Regions from separate parts of the Mus musculus genome. Here regions 2 and 3 are each linked to region 1. A link is a contact called in public HiCAR-type and promoter capture Hi-C data. All regions are on one chromosome and are shown on one strand. Each heading gives the region's core, a stretch centred on a gene start, on an enhancer-like site or on the middle of the called end of the contact. The rest is flanking DNA. Distances are from core to core; before and after follow the strand shown. Region 1 holds the start of Shroom4 (shroom family member 4). Region 2 holds the start of 2010204K13Rik (RIKEN cDNA 2010204K13 gene). Region 3 holds the start of Ftsj1 (FtsJ RNA methyltransferase homolog 1 (E. coli)).

Region 1 (3,206 bases), core at 240-2,739:
CTATCCTTAGTGCCAAAAATCAATTCAAAAAAGGAATCAGCAAGTTGAGATGGCATTTTCTGATTCCTAGTAACATGATCATGGTTTTTCTAAGGTTTGTGTAAATGTTTGATTATGGCTTCTTATCTCTAAGGACGTCTGGCTGATTATAAACATCCAAATGACCATTATGAGAAAATTCCTTGACATAGAACAGGCAGCAGGATGCTTAAGACCCCTTGAGGAAGTGGGAGCAGAGAGTGAACATCTGAACTGTGGAAAGCTTCTATGGAAGGAAGGGACCAGATAGTGTTTGCTGTCATGAGGAAGAAAGGGCATGCGCATGGGAAAGGATACTCAAAAGCAAGACACAGTAAGAATGTCCTGTTGACTCAGCCTTGGCTTGTCAACACTTTCCCTACTAGTGTGAAGCCCTTTAAAAAGCCACTTCCCACTTGTGGCTGCAGAGAAAACACCTCCTGAGAGGGGAGATAAACTGCTTAGGTCAAGGCTGAGAACTCAGCACATGTTGAAGTAAAACATGTATCTCTTAAAGACTATTTCTGTAGCTGTTAGGGCTATTCTAAAAGCCAGAGGAATAGGCTCAACCAAGAACAGAGGACTGGATAGGTTTCAGACCCCATGTATAAGCGGATTCATCCAAAAGGCACACTATTAATTGGCCAGCTTATCAGTGGGTGTTCTTTCGAGTATCTTTGTTTTGGGCTTGTCCTAACTTTGTAGATCCCTGGGTTGGCCATCTCCATGAAGTAAGTGCAAGGCACTGTCAGGACTCCCAGATGACTGGAACACACACACTCACAGTACTCCCATAGACACCAGTAGGCAGCTAGCTTGTGGCTGAGCCTGGGCAGGGGACATCCTCACTTCTCCTTTATTTAAACTATGTTCCTAGGTAATGTTTATGACTCCACATAACTAGTGTGTACAGGAAGCAGTCTACATGCACAACCCCACTGTGTTTGCTGGTCCTGGGTGTATATCACTTTTCACCCCTGTAGGCAAGGCACCTTGTAAGCACCCCTCCCCCCAACCCCTCAGGACTTGGGTCTCAGCACCCTCAGAAGAAAAAGGCAGTCCGAGAGACATGAAGGCTCTAGTCAGAAAAGTGCACTCAGCCACGAGGGCCCATGCACACTGACTTACACCTCGGTTCGCTCGGGCTGAAGGAGGGGCGGGTAGCTCCGCAGTAAAGAGGAGGACCAAAGAGGGGGCCTACTTGAATGAAACAATGTAACAGTTGATGTGAGGCCTCGCCTTGCTCCCACTTCTCAGCGATCCTATAGGCGAGGTCGCAGTGCCTGCCCCTCCCCATTGCTCCGTTTTCTTGTCCATTAAGCACCATCCCTCCGCCTCTCTTTCCTTCTTTTCTTTTTTCCCCCTTCTCCTTCCCCCTCCCTCTCCCCCTCTCTCCAGCTCCGTGTCATTTCCTCCTAGAGCTCACAAGCTGCCTGAGAGTCTCCAGCCGGGAGAGTAGGCGGAGCGGGGCGGGGCGGCGCGGCGCGGCGCAGGAGGACGATGGTGGCTGAGCTGCTGGGGGCGGAGGCTCCGTAGCCCCCGCGGAAAAGGAGCCCGGCGGCGCCTGCCCAGCCCGAGCCGAGGATGGAGAGCCGGCCGGGGTCCTTCCAGTACGTCCCGGTGCAGCTGCAAGGGGGGGCGCCCTGGGGCTTCACCCTCAAGGGGGGCTTGGAGCACTGCGAGCCGCTCACGGTGTCGAAGGTAAGGAGCGGTGGCTCGCTCCTCACGGCGTCCAACTTTTGAATGGGCTAGCGGGTGCGCAGAGTGCGCGGGGTGCGGGCCTCAGCCCCACTTGGCGACTTGGCCAGCCGGAGCCCGAGGGGCTGCAGCCACACGGAGGGGAGGTCCTGCGGCCGAAGCAGACTGCAGCCAAGTGTGCGGCCGGAGGATGGGAGCCGAGGCGCCCGGCCCCCGCCGGAGCTTTGCGTGCAGTCACACTCCCGGGGCACCGGGGCAGCCTCGCTCCCCCCCCCCCCCCACGGCGAGGCGGCCACTCACCTCCGTGTGGGCTGCAGGAAATGGCGGCTGCTGGGGGTTCTCCTTGCTTTGGAGGCCCCTGAGCCCGGCAGGACAGCGAGGGGCTGAGGGCACGGGCGGGGGCGCTCCGGGCGGGCTCTCCCGGCTCTCCCTGTGGCTGTCCCGCCCGAGGCAGGTTGCTGGGCTGGGGTCTGGCGCGGAGCTGCTGGCGAGGCATCGCTGGGTTTTCCGCAACCTCTCTTCCCACAGCCCGGACGCGTACACTCGGGTTCAGAGCTGAGGCGTTGCTGCTGCCGGTTCCCCCTCGGCCTTTCCCTCCCTCCCGAGTCGTGCCCCGCGCCAGAGAGATTTCTTGCACGCTGCGAAGTGTGGAGGGAACTTTTGTGCCTTGGAGCACAGCTGTGCTGAAGCGGCCACTAGAGTCGCTTTGATTTAAGAGCCTGTGATCAGCTGGAACTAAGTTGCAGCGAAGAGGCCAGGGGAGAGAAGCACTCCTAAGAGTTCTGGGACCCCAAACCCAGGCTTCTCCAGTGAGCGTGAGGGTGGAGGATGGGGGCGGGGGCGGTGGGGGGGAACAGTTGGAGATGTTACTGGGAAGAGTGGCTTGTAAGGCTGCTCACCTTGGAGCACAAGATTGCCAGGTGGAGGGACTTCATGAACTTTAACCCACTTTTCTTACTTCTCTTACAAACTCAGTTCGCTAGTGAGCCATTGCAATGCGTGGGGAAAGCAGTTGCGATTGTAGATGGAGATTCTGGCTGGGGGGGGTGGTTGGAAAAGATCTAGCTTTTTAAAGTACAAGTGAAGCTATAGGGGTTCTTTTTGTTTCCCATGTTAACATAGCAGCTGAGCTCTGAAAGTTACTCCCCTCCCCTCACCCACCCCCCACCGCATAACAATCTATGCTATGGAACTCCATGCTCTGGAATGGCTTTGCTAGCTAACTTGTGTGTCTTTAAGGTGTTGGGACAACGCGTTGCTCATGTGTGAACCAGTCAGCTCAGACTGTCTGAAGGTGTATTGAGGCAACATTTTGAGGGGATTGGCCGGGACCTCGAAGAGGAGCTTTGGCCTCCCCAAACCAGGCGATCTTCAACCAGTATAACCAGATTGAGATAGCTGGTTTTGTGATCTACCTTCACATCCTGCCCGTTAACACCCTTCCTGTGATATTCTCTGGAGCAAACCACTTTTTAAACAAACAAACAAAC
Region 2 (3,371 bases), core at 682-3,181, 1.0 Mb after region 1:
TATCTGAAGGAGACTTTATGTTCTATGTCTCACTTGGGGTTAGTGACAGAGGCATGAGACGCAAGCATGATTGGCTTTCTTGTTGCTAAGCAACAGTGATTTTTTTTCTTCCCCCCCAGAACAGGAACCGAGTGCAAACAGGAAGTGCCATGTTCCACCAAAGCTCCACTGGCTCCCTCTAGTGGCCATTTAGCAGTCACAGACAAAGCTAGAGATAAGGTACTTGCTCAAATGCCAAGGCTGCAGGCAAGCTCAACCATCCCCCCTGGATATTAAGTTCAATGCCAACAGGATTTCAGATGCAGCAATACCAAAGCTAGAATGATTCATCTCTTCCTCCTGAAAACATGTCCTGAGAGCAGAACTGGCCCTAGAAAACATCTGGCTGCATAGAAGTATCAGAATGGAGACACTGACTGTGGAAGAGAGAAAGACCTCTCTCTGGAAAGGGAGGGAGTCAGAAGCCCTATGGGAAACTGTAGATTATAAGACTGGGGCTGCCTCTAGATTTCCCTTAGTTAACAAGACACCAAAACAACACTCCTTAGGCTTCTCTTGAGATTAGGGGCCTGAAATGTCAATAAAAATATACACGTTCAAGGCAATGACCAACTTAGTTTGTTCATGAGGCACTGAGCTACGTAATACAATGGTAAATTAGACAGCATGATCCATACTCCAGTGGAGACCCTAGTCCAAAAACAACCCTCCCATTTGTTAACACATTACCTACCCAGAAAATAGCTTAAATGTAACCTAACCAAAAATTAGGCAGCTCTAGATTCCCAGGTGTGCCTGGGCCATACATCTCTCAAGCCTACTGTTGTTGGGAGAGCTGGATCTGGGAAAGGAAGACAAGATCTGAAGTACTCATGGTTCCCTGCCTTACCCAAGCATTTCTCAACAGTCCTTGTAATTTTTTCAGAAATCCTTCCATTCAGAGTCCTGCCTCCCTCGGATGGAAACCCAAGCTTAGCCTAGGGGAAGGACTATGCCCTAGTAGGTTCTACTGATTGGATGCTCTTCCATACAACTTTGGCTCATGAGGAAAACAAGAACTGCCTGGCAGAAGCCATGCCCCATGGATGTGATAGACCATGACCAAGGGACAGTAAGGATTAGAATCAACTAAGATTTATTTATCTTATGTGTTTGAGTGTTTAGCTCACATACATTTCTGCGCAGGGACACTGGTTTTCCTTCCTTAGGTAACAAGGTAGACGACAGATGATATAGATGATAGATGGCATGGGTATGTGTGTGTGCACGCCCCTCCCCCTCGACCTATTAGGGAGCTCAAAGAAACTTGTAGCTGGCTAGAAATCTGATTTAGAGACTAAGTAGTAGAAACATGTATGTTCCCTCTTCTTGTCCGCATGGACACTGCTGTGGTTGAGTTCCGAACTATGTCTCTAGAACATCCACAACATCTACTTGTGGAAACTAACACTTGGAGGTGGGAAGATGCATAAATAGTTGAGAGCACTTAATTCTCACAGAGGGTCTGGGTTCAATTCCTAAGACCCACGTGGTGGTCCATAACTCACGTTCGGGGGGGGGGGATCGATCCAATGCCCCTCTTGTAACCTCTGTAGTCACCAGCACGAACACCTTACACGCGCGCGCGCGCACGCACACACACACGCGCGCACACACGCACACACACGCACATTTTACCTTCTTTAAGTACCGGGGGCAGGGGGGAGGGGGGAGTTTCCCCGTGTGCTCGTGCACGCGCGCACGCACGCACGCGTAGGGAATGTAAGTAAAGCGTCTAGACAATAAGGACCTAAAATGAAAGAGCCATAAGCTACCTACTTACGTTTTTATTTCTCAGTTCTCCAAGTTCCAAATCATCCGGCCCACTAAGGTCCAAACTTGGAGGAAGCTCGAGTCTCTGCTTATTAACACGTGTCGCGGCACGGCTGACTTGTGCGTCACCAACCACAAGGTGGCGAAAGAGATTATCACATCAAACCAGCCTGCCTTCTGCCTCTTCTATACCATTATTTTGCTAAGCAGAAGCATTTCCTGAGCGTGAGTCATTCAATGAGCACAGTGGTCCTATGGATTGTGGCCCTATGGATTAGCTATGATTTCACAGATGAGCAAACCAAGAGCTGCAGATACCTGTGGAGTTTGGCTGTTACCTATTTTTAGTACTGCATCTGCATTTACACCAGCGTCACCACACACATATGAGTACTGTAGTGTTACTTATTTGGCAATTGCTCTGCCATCTTTTGGCAATAAGAATTTATTTCATCCTCATCACAGTCTTACAGGATCACCATCATATATGTGGTCTGTTGATCAAACATCATCATACAACACATGACTATATGTTTCTATATGTTATCTATGTTTTTACTTAAAGGTTTTTTATTATGAAAGAAACTGTATTCCTGGTAACAACTTTCAAATTATAATAATGAGTAAAAAGTCTCCTTTCTTCCCATTAGAACTAGTCAAAAGCGTAACTCCTCACATATTCCTTCATAATTTGTTTACAAATACATAAGCATACTTCATATGTTTATCTTACAATGCACACAAATATATTGTACACACTGTTCTACAGCTTGCTTTTTCTAATTAGGACAGTATCTTGATAGCAGATGTGAGCTGAGGCCACACTGGCCTGTGGACCTCATTTACAGATCTGGAGTAGGACGTGACTGTCCTCACCTGAGAACAGCAAGTGTGTCACCTGATATATTGCAGCCTGAGGTGACAATGAAATGTGGAAGAAGAGAGCGGACTCTCTGCAGCAGCAAGAAAGCGTGGTGAGGTGTAAGGCAAGCCTGTTAATGGGCAGCAAGTGGGACTGGTCCCCATCTCTGGTATATTCAGGTCCTTAAGCTATAGTTTTGAGAAAGTTCAGATTTGGATACAGGCAATGTTCACAGTGCCTTTGGGGACAGGGCACCTCTTTACACCACCGCACAGTGCCAACGTGTGGAAACCCTGTGGGGTAGTAATTGGTAGCATTTTAAAGGTGACAAAATTGAGACTCAAAGAGGACAAGGCTCCCAAGGCTACCCTACTTGAAGCAGCACCTCCCCTTACCTACCTTGTCAGTACTTACAGGACCCTGGGGAACTATTGGCTATTGGTAGACTCTGGAAGACCGGATATCATTATCTTCAGATATGTACCCACTAGGGAAGCCAGCCAGGTCCAGTGCATAACTCCACAGTTACAGTCACATAAGCAACCCTTTTTAAACTGAGTATGTCACAAAACAAGAAGCCATGAGTGTAGGAAAGGGAGGACAGGGGTGAGAGAGAGACAAGAAAGTAAGGATTAGAGCAGTCAGAATCCATATATATAAACATATATGACATTATTACAGAACAAACTTAATTTAT
Region 3 (3,699 bases), core at 60-2,559, 1.9 Mb after region 1:
TCAGCTCATTCAACACATGGAACCCGAAGCCCAGGACCTTATCATGAACTCTCAGGCCCTTTTTCTGATCACATTTAGGTCCCCATCTCTGAGGGACATCACAGACTCCACAGTTAACTGACAGAGGACCCACTACTGACTCTGCTCTCTTCCAACTACTGTCACGGACACACTACACAAGTAATCTCTCTCGCAACCATTTTCTCTGCCCATTTCATCTCTATCAACACCTGACCGTCTCTAGTTATTTCCATTATCTTTAGAGTCACAGAACCCTACTACTCCCTCCATTAAGTCCTTGCTTTTCACACCTATTACCCGACACAACCTCATTCCATCTCCCATAGCCTAATCTCTCTCTCTCTCTCTCCACTCTGCAGTCCACCAATTCCATCATAGATTAAGCTTCCAGTCATTAGTTACTACCACCTTAATCCCCACTAATGCCTGGAGGACCATGACCTGTTAGGGCTCCATTACACCAATTTACCAGCTCCATTAACTCAGCCCTCCAACCAACCTCTCAAAGATCACACGAGTGGCCTTTGGGATCCTTTGCATCAATACAAAGATTACCTCTGTCACTCATATAGCTTCTATTTTGTCTTTCGTCACTGACCCCATTAGTTTAGCACTCTGCCTACGCACCTGTTATTCTCTCCAGAACCTCACCAATACGATTACTATGTAAACTGCCAAATAGCCACCACTTTTATTATTAGCCTTCATTAATTTTCCAGCAGACACAGCACCACGAGTGTAATACCTTCAAGACCCATCTTTTAGTAACATCCCTAAGACCATCTGCAGAGCCTCAAAGACCATCAGCCCATCAGAACCGCCAAATACCCTTCAAGTCGGCCCAGCAGATAGCAGATCAGTTGTGTAGCTCTATGCTGCACCCCGTTCGAGTTCACCTAACAATCTAGTTCCCTGCTCTAGGCAAGCTTCTCGGGGCTTGACTGAACTATGCAGCTGCAGTACCGAGAGTGAATCCCCTCATCCCGAGTTGGAGACAGGGCAGGCATGCCTCCAGTCTCGGTCCCTTTCAAGTCATCAGTGCCCTAGGACCTACCTCAGCTCTTGGATACAGAGCGTGGCTGTTCACCAGCCTCGAGAACAGTTTGCAAACTGAAAATTACAGACTCCAGTTGGTGTTCGGAGTGGACCCGAAGGCCTGTCGTACACGCCTAGAGGTTGTCGCCACGCGGTAAAGTTTGCTTTGTAAAACAGTTCAGTTCCACGGAGATCCAGACCGGAGCACAACGTATGACGTTAGTCTCGTCATCTTGTGTCGACATATCCCGGTCACAGGAACTTCAGTTCCCAGAATGCAACTGACATCGTCTGGCCAATAGTTTTGCAAGGCTTGTGAACCGGCTCTTTGTTCTTTGTTTCAAGGCCAGGGTCCTATAGCTGCGATCCGGAGCAAGATCCTGAGTTCTCGGCTAGTCTGGCTACACGGAGAGACCTTGACGTGGGAAACTTCCACCCCTCCCCCATCGCCCGCTCACTCAGACAAGATAACTTACTTGGCCGCCTTTTCCCTTTTACATCGGGACGGTTATTTAACCTATGTACTACATTTCCCAAAATTCAGCGGGCACGACCACGCCCATTTTTCTTTAAGTCTGGAGGGAAAGGAAATTACGCAAAGGGGGTGGAGCGTGACCACGCGAAGTGAAAAGTCTGTTGCGAAAGCAAGCTAACCTGGAGGCTACGGCGAGCAATTTTGAATTTTACTACCGGGAAGCTACCGCATACGATTTGCAATTTTGAATCCTACTTCTACCGGTTGACTGAAGTGCTTTCAATTTTGCCACCTTAGAACTTTAGTTTCCTCATCTGAAAAGAAGGGATAATCACCTATCTAGAATTCACGGTGTTAATCGGATGCACATCCTTTTCTAATTGTATATTTTCCAAATACTTTTTAATACATTTTAACCACCACCACTGCCCTCACCGCCTCCACCCGCACCACTGAAAAGCATGTCTACGGATTTGCGAGACGCACTGAGTAGAGGCTCTTGCCGCCAAATCTGACCACCCAAGTTCGATTCCCCATACACAAGGTCATGGATGGAAGAAGACTGATTCCTGCAAGTTGTCCTTTGATCCCCAACATGCGCACTTGTCACGCGCCCCCTCCCCCAAATAAATAAATAAATAAATAAATAAATAAATAAATAAACGGACGAACGAACGAATGAATAAATACATGTATGAATGAATAAAAGTTTTGTATTTTTTGTTTTTCCTTTTTCCTTCCTTCTCTCTCTTTCTTTCTTTCTTTCTTTCTTTCTTTCTTTCTTTCTTTCTTTCTTCCTTTCTTCCTTTCTTCCTTTCTTCCTTTCTTCCTTTCTTCCTTCCTTCCTTCCTTCCTTCCTTCCTTCCTTCCTTCCTTTCTTTCTTTCTTTTTGTTTTTTGTTTTTTGTTTTTTCGAGACAGGGTTTCTCTGTATAGCCCTGGCTGTCCTGGAACTCACTCTGTAGATCAGGCTGGCTTCGAACTCAGAGATCTGCCTGTCTTTGCCTCCCAAGTGCTGGGATTAAAGGCGTGCACCACCACTGCCCGGCGAATAAAAGTTTAAAGCATATATGCATGTATGAATATGTATATGTTCTTTAAAAATTCATTTTCTGAAGTGCTGAATTCAAATCCCAACAACCACTGAGCCATCTCTCCAGCCCCTATGTATGTGTTCTTGTGTGTGTGCTCATGTCATGACCTAGTGCATGAAACACAATAATTGAAAGTATTTACTGTGTATTAGGCACTATTCTAGTGCTCTCAGCAATGCGCTGGTAAATGGTTAACTGGCTTCTGGCAGGGTAGGGGATTGGGCCTGTTTGTAGCATTTGTTAGTTTCCATGGTTTACATATTATCTATCATCTGGTCAGATTTTAAGTCACCCATGTGTAGTCTAAACACAGGTGCAGCAGGACATCATTATGTATTAATTCGACCATACAAAAAGAGAAATGGCTTCAAGAACATAGGAAATGAATGCGATATAGTCAGATAACTGGGAAGTGATACATTTTGAGTATCTATTATGCATAAAAATCCTATCCACTTAATCGTTAAGTTCACAGTATTATTTTTCTTTCTCTTCCTCTCCCCATGGTTTCAACATAGGTCAAGCTGATCTCCAACCCACAAACCACTCCCCACCTGCCAAGTGCTGAGGTTTCAGCTTTTCCCACCCTAGTGTTCTGAATTTCTTATTTTATTTCTTTGAGACAGGTTCTCAGAGAGTTACTATGTAGCTCTGGGTGTCCTAGAACTCATTATGTAGTCCAGGCTAGCTTCAAATTCGCAGAGATCTGTTTGCCTCTGCCTTCTTAATGCTGAGATTAATCAGCATTTCATTTTAAAGATCAATTTAATTTTATATGTATGAGTGTTCTTTTTCTACATGTATATGCAGAAAACATGCACGTCTGCAGCTTAAGGAGTTCAGGAGGTGTCAGACCCTGGAATTGGAGTCAGGATGATGGTAAGCTATCATGTCAGTGCTGGGAACTGAAACTGGGTTTTCTTCAAGGGCAACAAGGACTTTTGACCACAGAGCCAACTCTTCAGCCCTAGCGTTTCAATATTAACAATAGTTATTTAACAGTCAGTTTACAAAATTCTCAAAATTGAACAAGCTTACTTGTGAAAACCTATATATGTTGTTTCCAGTGTACTGC

The links. Promoter capture Hi-C pulls out the DNA fragments that hold promoters and counts their contacts. HiCAR-type assays count read pairs that join an accessible place to other places.
Region 2: a promoter capture Hi-C map of hippocampal neurons shows a contact between it and region 1, with 2.1 times the contacts expected there. The contact joins the promoter of 2010204K13Rik here to the promoter of Shroom4 in region 1. A contact is called at or near these places in 1 of 39 promoter capture datasets (hippocampal neurons) and 1 of 115 datasets of contacts at active chromatin or transcription factors (astrocytes).
Region 3: a contact with region 1 is called in a HiCAR-type map of astrocytes, with 3 times the contacts expected there. The contact joins the promoter of Ftsj1 here to the promoter of Shroom4 in region 1. A contact is called at or near these places in 2 of 115 datasets of contacts at active chromatin or transcription factors (astrocytes and embryonic stem cells).

What each region holds. Positions count from the first base shown.
Region 1 is chrX:6,398,543-6,401,748 of GRCm38.p6, forward strand. Shroom4 (shroom family member 4) reads left to right here and starts at 1,490. Exons shown (of 9, transcript NM_001040459.2): 1 at 1,490-1,719. The coding sequence starts at 1,603.
Region 2 is chrX:7,421,057-7,424,427 of GRCm38.p6, forward strand. 2010204K13Rik (RIKEN cDNA 2010204K13 gene) reads right to left here and starts at 1,932. Exons shown (of 2, transcript NR_027924.1): 1 at 1,823-1,932.
Region 3 is chrX:8,251,097-8,254,795 of GRCm38.p6, forward strand. It overlaps Ftsj1 (FtsJ RNA methyltransferase homolog 1 (E. coli)), which reads right to left and starts at 1,310. Exons shown (of 13, transcript NM_001290430.1): 1 at 1,076-1,310.